Linked DNA regions of Mus musculus: region 1 is linked to region 2. A link is a contact called in public Micro-C data. All regions are on one chromosome and are shown on one strand. The core of a region is the stretch at or near the end of the contact, and the rest is flanking DNA. Distances in the headings are between cores, read along the strand shown. Region 1 overlaps Gm34462 (a long non-coding RNA gene). Region 2 holds the start of Slc33a1 (solute carrier family 33 (acetyl-CoA transporter), member 1).

What was found. Hi-C and Micro-C count contacts between places; a contact is called where the count stands out from the background.
Region 1: a Micro-C map of the G1E-ER4 cell line shows a contact between it and region 2, with 5 times the contacts expected there. The contact joins the enhancer-like site here to the promoter of Slc33a1 in region 2. A contact is called at or near these places in 4 of 39 promoter capture datasets (HPC-7-derived erythroid cells, embryonic stem cells, liver and 1 more), 2 of 15 datasets of contacts at CTCF or cohesin (pro-B cells and stem cell-derived epiblast-like cells), 13 of 484 Hi-C or Micro-C datasets (the G1E-ER4 cell line, the HL-1 cell line, embryonic stem cells and 2 more) and 3 of 115 datasets of contacts at active chromatin or transcription factors (embryonic stem cells and epiblast stem cells).

What each region holds. Positions count from the first base shown.
Region 1 is chr3:64,232,137-64,237,763 of GRCm38.p6, reverse strand. It overlaps Gm34462 (a long non-coding RNA gene), which reads right to left. Exons shown (of 3, transcript XR_375709.3): 1 at 3,612-5,627; 2 at 2,967-3,142; 3 at 2,304-2,328. Among named protein-coding and RNA genes, the nearest start is that of Gm34462, 3.8 kb to the right of the region's middle. Within about 2 kb of position 2,638, at least 24 of the 459 cell types and tissues checked have an H3K27ac peak or open chromatin away from gene starts, as enhancers often do. A contact at or near this core is called in the G1E-ER4 cell line, where this site is marked.
Region 2 is chr3:63,960,306-63,966,049 of GRCm38.p6, reverse strand. It overlaps Slc33a1 (solute carrier family 33 (acetyl-CoA transporter), member 1), which reads left to right and starts at 1,317. Exons shown (of 6, transcript NM_015728.5): 1 at 1,317-2,634. The coding sequence starts at 1,860. It also overlaps a transcript of Gmps not described here.

The sequences.
Region 1 (5,627 bases), core at 1,389-3,888, 270 kb before region 2:
TGAGCCACCAACCAGGAACATACATAGGCTGGTCCAAGCCCCTTGGCACATATGTAGCAGAAGTCTACCTGGTCTGGCCTCAGTGGGAGAAGATGAGCTTAATCCTCGAGAGACTTGAGGCTCCAGGGAAGGGGGAGGCCTTTGGTGGGGGAAGAGCACCCTCTCGGAGGCAAGGGAGAGGAGGAATGGGATGAGGAACTTTGCTTGGGGGGGTGGGAGGGATGGGGAGGCAACGACTAGAATGTAAATAAATAAAATAATTTAAATTAAAAAAAAAAAAAAAAAAAAGATCTATAACAATTTTAGAATCATTCTTAGGGATGACAATGGGGGATGGCAGGCCAGGTAGCAATGCCCCCATGGGAACCATAGTTTTGTTAATGGCGCGTAAATCTTGTAATAGGTGCCATTTTCCTGATCTTTTCTGTATGACAAATATGGGTGTATTCCAAGGGGATGTGGAGGGCTCAATATGCCCAGCGGCCAGCTGTTCCTGCACTAACTCTAGGACCGCTGATAACTTTTGGGAAGAAAGGGACCATTGGTCAATTCGGATAGGATTGTCACTCTTCCAAGTGATTTTATCAGCCTGGAGCACAGGGGAAGCAATGGCCCTCAAGAAAAACTTTGATACCCTAGCCCAGTTTGATCACTCTTATGTGAAACGCTTATGGGTGTAGGCATGCCTTGGCCCTCCTTTCCTAGACCTTGTCCTGGCAAAAAGCCTTGGGACAACATCTGTTGGGTTACAATCTCATTTGAACTACACATAATTACTCTCATCTGAGAGAGAATATCTCTTCCCCACAAATTAACCGGCAGGGATTCAACAACAAAAGGCTGCACTGTGCCAGAATTCCCTTCTGAATCTTCCCATGTCAAAATTTTAGAACTCTGTAAGGTAGTTTTGAACTAGCCAATGCCCTGTAAATGTGTAAGGGAAGGTTGAAGTGGCCAAGCAGAGGACCAGGAATTTTTTGCAAAGATGGTGGCATCAGCCCCACATCCATAATGCCCTCAAACCATCGCCCCTCTAACTTAAAGCATAGCGTAGGACGTTCTCTAGATACAATCTGGACCCAGAAAAGATCTGATGACCCTGACTGAGAGGTCCCCCAATGCCTCCCAATAACCAGGTTCTGGGTGTTCAATGGGAGGGGCAAAGCCAGTGCAACCCACTGTCCTTGAGGGAGTAAGATCGGCCTTGAGCTGGAACTAGCTAAAATCTTAATTTCTCCTATAAAGTCATTATCAACCAGGGAAGGGTGAACAATTAGGCCCTTGATGGTGGATGAGGCGCATCCCAGAATGAGAAAAAAACATATTAAGAGGGAGGAGGACCAAAGACACCAGTAGGTAAGGCCTGAACAGCACTTTCAGGTTTTAAAATTGTACTGGTGGAGGTACACAGAACCAGTTCTGCTCTCCCAGGGGTTGCTCTGAAGAACTGAGTGGAGCAGTCACAGGCTAAGACATTATTGTCTGCTGGCTGGTCCCCAAGGCCAGTCGGAAATGGATGGGTCTCAGGGCCTGGGGCTGGCCCCTTAAGCCGTTTCCCTGAAGGGGTGGCAAAGGATTACCCATGGCACCCGTCTTGGAGCAGCACTGATTAGCCCAATGTTTGCCTCTCTTACATCAGGGGCACACCTTGGCAGGTACAGAAAGTGTTGGCCCCAGAGGCTAAGGCAGAGGGCTCGGCATGCCCTGTGTCGGGGGGCACTGCTTGGCAAAATATTCATGCTGTCCATGTTTATAACAACTTTTAGAAGGGACAACAGCTTACAAGGCAGCCCCCACAACCAAATTCACACTCTGAAAAAGGCTCTGTGAGATCCTGACCCATCCGGCATGTCCAGTTATTCGAGGGTCTCAAGGGGACCTTCTCCTAAGAACCAAATTGGGGGGTAGAGAGAGATGTGAATTTTGTGTGAAGAACAACACGGAAACATTCTGAGTAACATCAAGGTTCCAATGTATTAGCCAGGCCCAAGGTTTAAATGTACAAGCAAAAGGGGAAGTGCCTTTCAGCAGGAGGGGTGGGGCAGTAGAATTGCACAAGCAAAAGGGGAAGTACAGGTAATTATCAGCGGGAGGTGTGGGCAATAGAATTGCACATTCTTTAGGCAGTTACATGGGGAAGCAGGAACTTGGTGGTATCAGGGTGTGATCAGGACATCTGGCGCTGACTTAGGGTTGGAACATTCTGTGGTTGTTCTTGGAACGGTGTGTCGGTGGCCCACTCTTGACCTCCTTTTCTTCTCGGGGGGGGGAGAGGACCAATTCAGAGATCAGGACAATTGTGCTGTCTTAATGGCTCCCAACAAGATCCTATGAGTGAAGGTATCTATGTCACTGCAAAGTCTCATGAAATCATCAAGAGTCTTATTTTTGGTCTGGCCTGGAAGAACAGCCTTACAGGCAGAATTGGCATTCTCATAGGCCAACTGTTTTATAAACTTGCTATTATTTTCCTCAGGGCCCAGGACCTTTTCAGCAGTTTCTAAGATTCTCCCCACAAACTCATTGTAAGGCTCCTGAGCTCCCTGAATAATTTTGGTCAATGGGGTAGTCATAGAGCTCTTTGAAGGGACGGCCGCCATGCCCCAAGGGCAGCCACATTAACATGCGACAGGAGTCAGGTGGGGAATTTAAGTTGGCGCTTCTCAGACACATATTTCCCCTGTCCAATGAATTTATCAAGAGTCCACTCAGCCGCAGGCGCTTTGGGATCTCTCTGGTTCTGCCTTGCGAGAGATTGGCACCTATCTAGAAAATCAGCTTTCCAAAACAAAAACTGTCCAGGAGTCAAAACTACCTGGGAAACTAGTTACTAAACCACTCTGAGAGTAAGGGATCCCCCTCCGGAGAGGGCTTCAAGCATGGAAACAGTAAAGGGTGCATTAGGAGCATAATTTTTGACTGCAGTATTAAGATCCTTAAGAGGCTTAAACTTTAATCTTTTATACTCAGTCATTTCTCCAGACGGGGCTTCGGGAGCTGCGGCCGAGGTCGCATTTTCAGTTTCACTCTCGCTTGCTTTTTCATCCTCGTTGCCATTTTCTGTATCAGCAGCGGGGTCCTCCTCTGAGAAGGAAGCCTCTTTGGTGCTCTGGCGGGTTAACACGGGGAACAGCTGGGTCCTCTGAGGAAGACATAAATTGATAATAACGGAGGGGCATGGTGAGGGAGGTTGTGGCAACTGTGGGTCTGCAATCTTTACAGAGAACATAGAGGCCAAGCGAGAAATTTGTTTAAGGAAATCATCAGCCAATGAAACAATCTTGCCTGACTCAGCCGAGGATGGCTTAATGATATCTCTAATAAGACCCCAATAACTAAAGGTCTGAGTAGGCACTGCATCTGGTCCTTCTTTATTTAAAAGATCATTAAGATCACATCCTATCTTTTCTCATTTAAAGGGATGAATCTCTGGTCCATCTATTATGAACCATGGACAGACTTGGGAGACAAAGATAAAAAAATTTTGTCAAATCTTTCTTTTTAACTCTAACTCCTCTTTCCCTGAGACAGGCTTTTGAGATCCTTAATGAAGCATGGCTCTTTAGAAAGGTTTTGGCCCATTTCTATAGGACAGAGAAATGTTAACTTACTAAGGAGGATGACTTTCTCTTATGAGGGGTGAGAGCGCTCCTCAAAACGACTTCCTCGAGGCAACCTTCTCAGGAAAATGGGCTCCGTACCTCGGGCCCCATGTTGGGCTCCACTTGTCCACCCGTGGGACCCAGTTATCTGAGGGAGACCTTGCCTGAAAGAAAAATGGGCGGGAAAGAAGGAGGAGACCAAGTAAATGATCCTATCAAGGTCTGTTTATTGCGAGCAAGGTTACAGAATAAAAGCAGTAAGAAGGAGGAAGTAAAGAGGGAGAAACTTGCCCTTGCCTCAGCCTGAGGGTGGACGTGGTTCTGCATAACTGCCTGGGAGCACGATATCGATTCTTAGCTCAGGGAACATCCTGTGGTTTTTTTCCCCCGGTGTAGTCTCCCCTCCCCTAGCCTGAAACCTGCTTGCTCGGGGTGGAGCTTCCTGCTCATTCGTTCTGCCACGCCCACTGCTGGAACCTGCGGAGCCACACACGTGCACCTTTCTACTGGACCAGAGATTATTCGGCGGGAATCGGGTCCCCTCCCCCTTCCTTCATAACTAGTGTCGCAACAATAAAATTTGAGCCTTGATCAGAGTGACTGTCTTGGCTACATTCTTTTCTCTCGCCACCTAGCCCCTCTTCTCTTCCAGGTTTCCAAAATGCCTTTCCAGGCTAGAACCCAGGTTGTGGTCTGCTGGCCGGACACAACACCCCGGAAAGTTTGCAGTTACTATTATCTGATCTTGATGTTCTGTCAGCTGTCGTTCCAAAAGGTCGTAAGTTTCTCAAGAAGGGAGGGGAACTTTGGCTTATGACTCAGTGTCAGTCTCCAACAGTCAACCATCATTGGGAAGAGAGGCCCCTTGGTCTTGCAAACTTTATGTGCCCCAGTACAGGGGAACACCAGGGCCAGAAAGTGGGAGTGGGTGGGTAGGGGAGCAGGGCAGGAGAGGGTATAGGGGACTATCAGGACAGCATTTGAAATGTAAATGATGAAAATGTCTAATAAAAAAAATAGGAAAAATAAAAGAAAAAGAAATGCTTGCTGAAAGGAGCCTGATATATCTGTTCTCTGAAAGGACGTGCCCAAATCTTACAAATACAGAGGTAGATGCTCACAGCCAACCACTGGCCTGAGCACAGGGACCCCAATGGAGGAGTTAGAGCAAGGATTGAAGGAGATGGAGGGGTTTGCAACCTTATAGGAAGAACAAAAATATCAACCGACCAACCCCCAACCCCCAGAGATCCCAGGGATTAACCACCAACCAAGGAGTACACATGGCTCTAGGCTCATATGTAGCATAGGATGACCTTGTCAGGCATCAGTGGGAAGAGTGGTCCTTGGTCCTATAGGTCTGAGAGATTCCCCAGTGTAGAGGAATGGAGGGCAGGGAGGCAGGAGTGGGTGGGTAGACGAGTAGAGGAATAGACCTATAGAAGCCTGGGGAGGAGGGATGGGATAGGAGGTTTCTAGAAGGGGAGAAACCAGGAAAGGGGATAACATTTGAAATGTAAACAAAGAACACATCCAAAGAAAGACAGAAAATATCTAATAAAAGAAAAGAAAAATAAATAAAAGATTAAAAAGAGAGGATGAAAGTATGTTATCTCTGCATTAATTGAGAAAGGAAATTCTGTCCACCTTGCAAGATAGCTTTCCCTGCTGGAATGTGATGGGAAGAACAGGTACGATAATTAAATTAAAAAAATAAAATAAAACAGCAGCATCACTTTATAGATTCTGATATTACTATCTGATATTACATACATTCCTGGTTCCTCTCTGCAAATGCATTAGACCCCATTGTTAAGCAAGTACCAAGCATACACGTCCCCCCCAAAAAAAAATCCATTCCATTCCAGAACCCTGGTGATAATGTTTTAATATTTGTTGAGAGTATAATATAATTAAATCATTTCTATCAATCCTTTTTTCTCACTCAAAAACTCCTATGTACCACTGCACTTTGTCCTTGTTTCAAATTCATGCCTTTTTTAAAAATTGTATTTACATACATAT
Region 2 (5,744 bases), core at 68-2,567:
TTCATGCCAGTAAGGACCATACAGTAAGATCCTGTTGAAAAAAATAGAGACTTTTGGTCTCACATAGATAACACTATAAACTGTTTTCCACTCCAATTTTTGAGACAGAGACTTGCTATATATCCATGGATGGCCAGGAACTCGTTTTATAGACTAGTCTGGATTACAAGCATGCACCACCACAACCAACTCTGTTCCTCTCTTTAACAAAGATTAGAAGACTTCATGGTCACTGTGTTCTTTCATTGAAGTATATCAGACTAGGTGTGGTGGCTCATGTATAGAATCCTAGGACTCTAGAAGTTAAGGCAGGAGTATGGCCATAAGTTTGAGACCAGCCTGGGTACATATGCTAGCTTATGTAACCCAGGACTCAGTATCAATACAATGAAAATGAAAGACGAATAATAATAATAATAATAATAATAATAATAAGCAAAGTCTCACATTTCTATGACCATACAAGAGCTGGAGAGAAGGGGGAGGAGAGGAAAAGGAAGGACCCAGGGAGAAATGAGAAGAGAACATGGGAAATTAGCTAAGTGGTTAATAAGCTGTAGAAATCAGAAAAGTGGGAAGGCAGCAAATCCACAAGGGAATTTATGGTTTGTTTTTGTTTTTAATGAAGAAAGCATGTACTATTACACTTGAAATGGCATTTGAAAAACTGGCCAATTATGAATCCAATAAAATTCTTGGAAAACTTATTTCTTTGTTATCACTGAAATACTAAATCTAGTATCTCAACATTTCAAGCTCTAAGAGCTTCCAACGATTCACCAAAACTCGAAGAAGTGCGTCGTTATGCACTTAAAATGCATAACCATGGATGACATGAAAGGAGAAAGGTGGTTTCGAGACGTTTCCATTGGCAAAAAAATAAGATGCAGCAGACTGAAATTTACCTCCTTCACTCTGTGTATCTAGCGTTCCCCTACATTTCTTCCTTGACATTGGGGGAAATGGACAGCCTTATTCGTTCTGTGTATTAGGTAGGAGTGTTTCCATTTAGTCGGGCATAAAGGACCCACAACCTGACACCAAAGCTTAGTAACTGCAGGTTCACAAAGCAGCATTATTACCCAACTACAAGCCTGGAAGTTATGTACTGAATTAAATAAGTACAAACTCGCCTACAGACCTTGTGCAATGTTATCACCAAGGCCTAGGCCAATCCAGAAAACCCGCGCTCACGTGGCGACGAGGGCCCAATGGCCGAGGCACACGAGTTCCATGCAAGCGCATGCGCAAACGGAACCGGGTTTGTTAAGACGTTCCGTCCTGGACGCTCGGTACGCTGGCGTTATTCCTCCCTCGGGGTTAGAATCGAGGGAATTAATGGTTCCTAGCAAACGTTGCTCGCGGTCGCCGCCACCGGAACTTGTTCTGATTCGCTGGCTCCGTCGGGAGGCACGGAACCCATTTTGGCAGGGAACCACTTCCCGAAGCGCGAGGCAGGAAGTTATCCTTTACCTCTGGTGTCTACTGAGGAGGGTGCCCGCTGCAGTGTCAGCTGGTGGACGGGCAAGAGAGCGTTCGAGTCCCCGCTGCAGTTAAGAGCCAGACTCCGTCGCAGCGCCACGGCACGCTCCGCCAGCCTCAAGCCGGGTGCGGCTGCACGGGGAGCTCTTGCCGGCTCCCTGAAGTCGCTCCTGTGGGCAGCGACCCAGGCTTCGCCTGGGCCACCTGCCAGGGATCTGGCTCCCTGCTGCAAAACAGCGACCAGTCTCTCCGCGTCCGCCCTCCCGGCGTTGAACCACCGTGACCCGGGTCCAGAGAGACTGCCTTGGACCTGGGACTAGACTGATCAAAACGCCAGCCTCAGGCCCCCACACACCGGGCTCTGCGTCGTCTCTGATATGTCACCGACCATCTCCCACAAGGACAGCAGTCGGCAGCGGCGGTCAGGCATGTTTAGCCACGCTCTGGATATGAAGAGTGGCCCGCTGCCACCGGGCGGCTGGGATGACAGTCGCCGAGACTCGGTGGGCGGGGAGGGGGACCGGGAAGTTCTTCTAGGTGATGCCGGCCCTGGTGACTTACCTAAAGCCCCGCGGAGCTATAGATCCGAACTAAGTAGCATTTTGTTACTACTCTTTCTTTACGTGCTTCAGGGCATTCCCTTAGGCCTGGCGGGGAGCATCCCCCTCATTTTGCAAAGCAAAAATGTTAGCTATACAGATCAGGCTTTCTTCAGTTTTGTCTTCTGGCCATTCAGTCTTAAGTTGCTCTGGGCTCCCTTGGTTGATGCCGTCTACTTTAAGAACTTTGGTCGTCGCAAGTCCTGGCTTGTCCCTACTCAGTATACACTAGGAATCTTCATGATATATTTATCCACTCAAGTGGACCGTTTGCTCGGAAATATTGATGGCAGAACACCGGATGTAGTTGCTCTCACTGTGACATTCTTCTTGTTTGAATTCCTGGCTGCCACACAGGACATCGCTGTGGATGGTTGGGCATTAACTATGTTATCCCGGGAAAACGTGGGCTATGCTTCGACATGCAATTCTGTGGGCCAAACAGCTGGCTACTTTTTGGGCAATGTTTTATTTTTGGCTCTTGAATCTGCTGACTTTTGTAACAAATACTTGCGGTTTCAGCCTCAACCCAGGGGAATCGTTACCCTTTCAGGTAGTGTACTTAAAACTATTATACTGTTAGGTTTATTTTATGCTTATGAATGCTTTTGATGAAACATCAGATGGGAGCTCTCATTTGTTTGCATACATTTTTTACTTTTAATGATGCACAAGATATTTTACTTCATTTCCCTTTCAAATTAACACAATATTGGATTCCATTATGAGATTTTCATACTTTGCTCACAATCACTTCCATAACACAGCCTTGTTCTCTACATCTACCTCCTAGTCGTCTTCCTTTAAACAGTTCACACACACATTTTTCTTTTCCTTCCAGATTCTTTCTAGAAGAGAAACCATTTGATGTTTGTCCTTCTGCTTGCTTTTGAATTTTTTCTGAATTCTGTTTACAGGATTTTTAAAAGGCTCTATATATCCAGCTTGAGACACAGTCCTGCTTCACCCTCCCGAGTGCTAATATTACAAGCATGTGCCACTACAGCTGGCTTTTTAAATTTTACTGGGAACTTATATGATAGATACCTAAGTATGTTTTCTGTTTTATTAAAGTGTGCTTCTTTCAAGTATTCCTTATGTCAGCCTATTAACACAGTCATATTGATCAGTACTCTTTAGTGAATAGGAAAAAAGCAACCGATAGAATCACAAAATTTCTGAATTAAAGATCCATGGACATTTGCCTGACACAGAAGTATACATTTTAAAATGTGGGTCATATGGTTCACATTTTTTCTTTTGTGTTTTGGTGAATGTTTTCTTGCTTTTCAATCTTTTTCCACCTTTATTTCACAAGTAGTCCCCATTTACCCATCTACTGAATGGGAAGAGTATTTAATATAAGCATTCTGGAATTGGCTAAGTGGCAGGATTCTGAGGACCTACTGCAAATAAAGACTGTCTGTGCAAACTAGGAACAGTAGAGATGAACATTGCTGAGGCCCAGAATAGCCGGCCAGTGACCATGGTAGAGATAACAGTTGACTTTATTATTAGTTAAACCTTTATGTAAGCTGGTGTGATTTTTTTTTCTTTTTATTTATTTATTTTTGGTATAACTGGAATTTGAACTTTGTTCTCCAGAAGATTCTAAAATAGCTTACTTTAATTAATTTCTATCCATAGTTGACTTATGATTTAGTCTAAAACATTTTAAGTTAAAGAGTTTTTAATTTTAATGCTTACACATAACCACATTACTAGTTTTGAGGTTTCTGTAATTTGGTAATAACATAACTATATTCTGTGTATTCTGTTTCTGTTTGTGTGTTCCTGGTTCTGGGAAATGAACCTAGTACTTCTACATAAAAGGGAAGCCATCTTCTACTGTGCTAAGTCTCAATCCCATTATTAACCAGTGGGACTTTTTCCTTTTTTTCCTCTCTCAGTGCTAGGAATCTATTATTGACCTTTGTCTAGCCCCTAGTTTTCAACAAGAGTCTAGACTGGTCTTAGACTTCTATTCCCTAAGGACACATATAGTTAATTATGTACACCACCATGCCCAGTTTAACTACCTAGTGGTTCTGAGGAATTTAAAGAATGTGGAATCATAAGGAAATATCGTTGCCTAGGTAGTTAAAGAGAAGATAAAAACAGTATCTAGAAAATCTGTGTATTGGAAACCGTAACTTGAAACAAAGAAAACAGCCAAGGGTTTGAGGATGGTTCTGCTGATAAAAGGTCTTGTTGCTCTTGCAGACGTTTTAAGTTTGGTTCCCAGCACTCATATGGTGGCTTACATCCTTCTGTAACTACAGTTTTAGGGGATTTAGTACCCTCTTCTGGCCTCCACAGACACCAAGAATGCAGAGTGCATGTACTTACATTCAGGCAGAATACTAGTACACATGAACATAAACCTTTTAAAAACATTGTAATTCTGTAATTAATTATGGATACTACAGAAGGAATATACTGAGGAATGGTTTGGACATTTAAAAAGCAGTGCTCTATAGACAGCAAATTGAGAACAGGAAGATGGGATGAGATAAGATCTGGAGGAAACAACCTTGGTTATATTGACTGCTTTTTTATAGCTTCATAACAGTTCTGAACCTTTTCTCTCATTCCATTTGTTTTCCAAGAACCTCTAGAGGCAAAGACAGACCCTTAAACAGCGAGGAGTAAGTAATGAACAGGACAGAAGGATGACAGATGTGGCTTTTCCTTCTCTATAATGAGAAGAATGTTGTCAAGAGGCTATTTACAGATAGATGGGCCAGGCAGTGGTGGTGCACACCTTTGATCCTAGCACGAGGGAGGCAGAGGCAGGCGGATTTCTGAGTTGGAGGCCAGCCTGGTCTACAGAGTGAGTTCCAGGACAGCCAGGGCTACACAGAGAAACCCTGTTTAGAAAGAAAGAAAGAGAGAGAGAGAGAAAGAAAAGGAAAGAAAGAAATGAAGGAAGAAAGAAAGAAAAGGAAGGAAGGAAAGAAAGAGATAGATGGACTTGGAGTTAGGTATTTGTAACTGTTAATATGATATTTTGTCTATAGTTGGTAAGAAGTTAGTGGAATCCTCAAGGAAAACCTTAAGATGGAATTATCTTAATATAAGGCTTTTTTTTATGGGACAAATATAACATTGTGATTCCCAAGTTATCTGAAAGCATCACCCACTTTTAGAATGCCTGATTCTTAGTAATGATAGGTTAAAGTTTTAATTTTTTAACTGACTTAGGCTGAGCCACCATGTCAGTTCTGTACGCTTAATTGCTGAGCTACCTTTCCAGCCCCTGTGTGACTTTGAAATTTGTTTTAAAATGAGTATGCATATATAGGAGTCGATCAGAGAAAAAGAGGGTATATTTCTTTGGAAAAAAATGTAATGGATATAAATCCTATATCTACTGGTAAAGCACTATTTATAAGATAAGCATTTTGAACAGGGAAGAAAGCAGACCAATATTTCCTTAATAATAAATTTGTCTTATAGTACTCATTACCTTTTTATGAAACAAATGCTTTTTAGAATTTAAGCAAGCTGAATTGGTTCATTACTAAATAGGTAAGTCATAAGTTGTTTGTATGTTTTTCTAATATTGGCTATACTACATCCTTTAGCACTCATGCGAGGCTTAAAGGATTACACTGGGAGAAAGCTCCGCACCTGAAAAGGGCTTGCACCACAAGCCCAAGA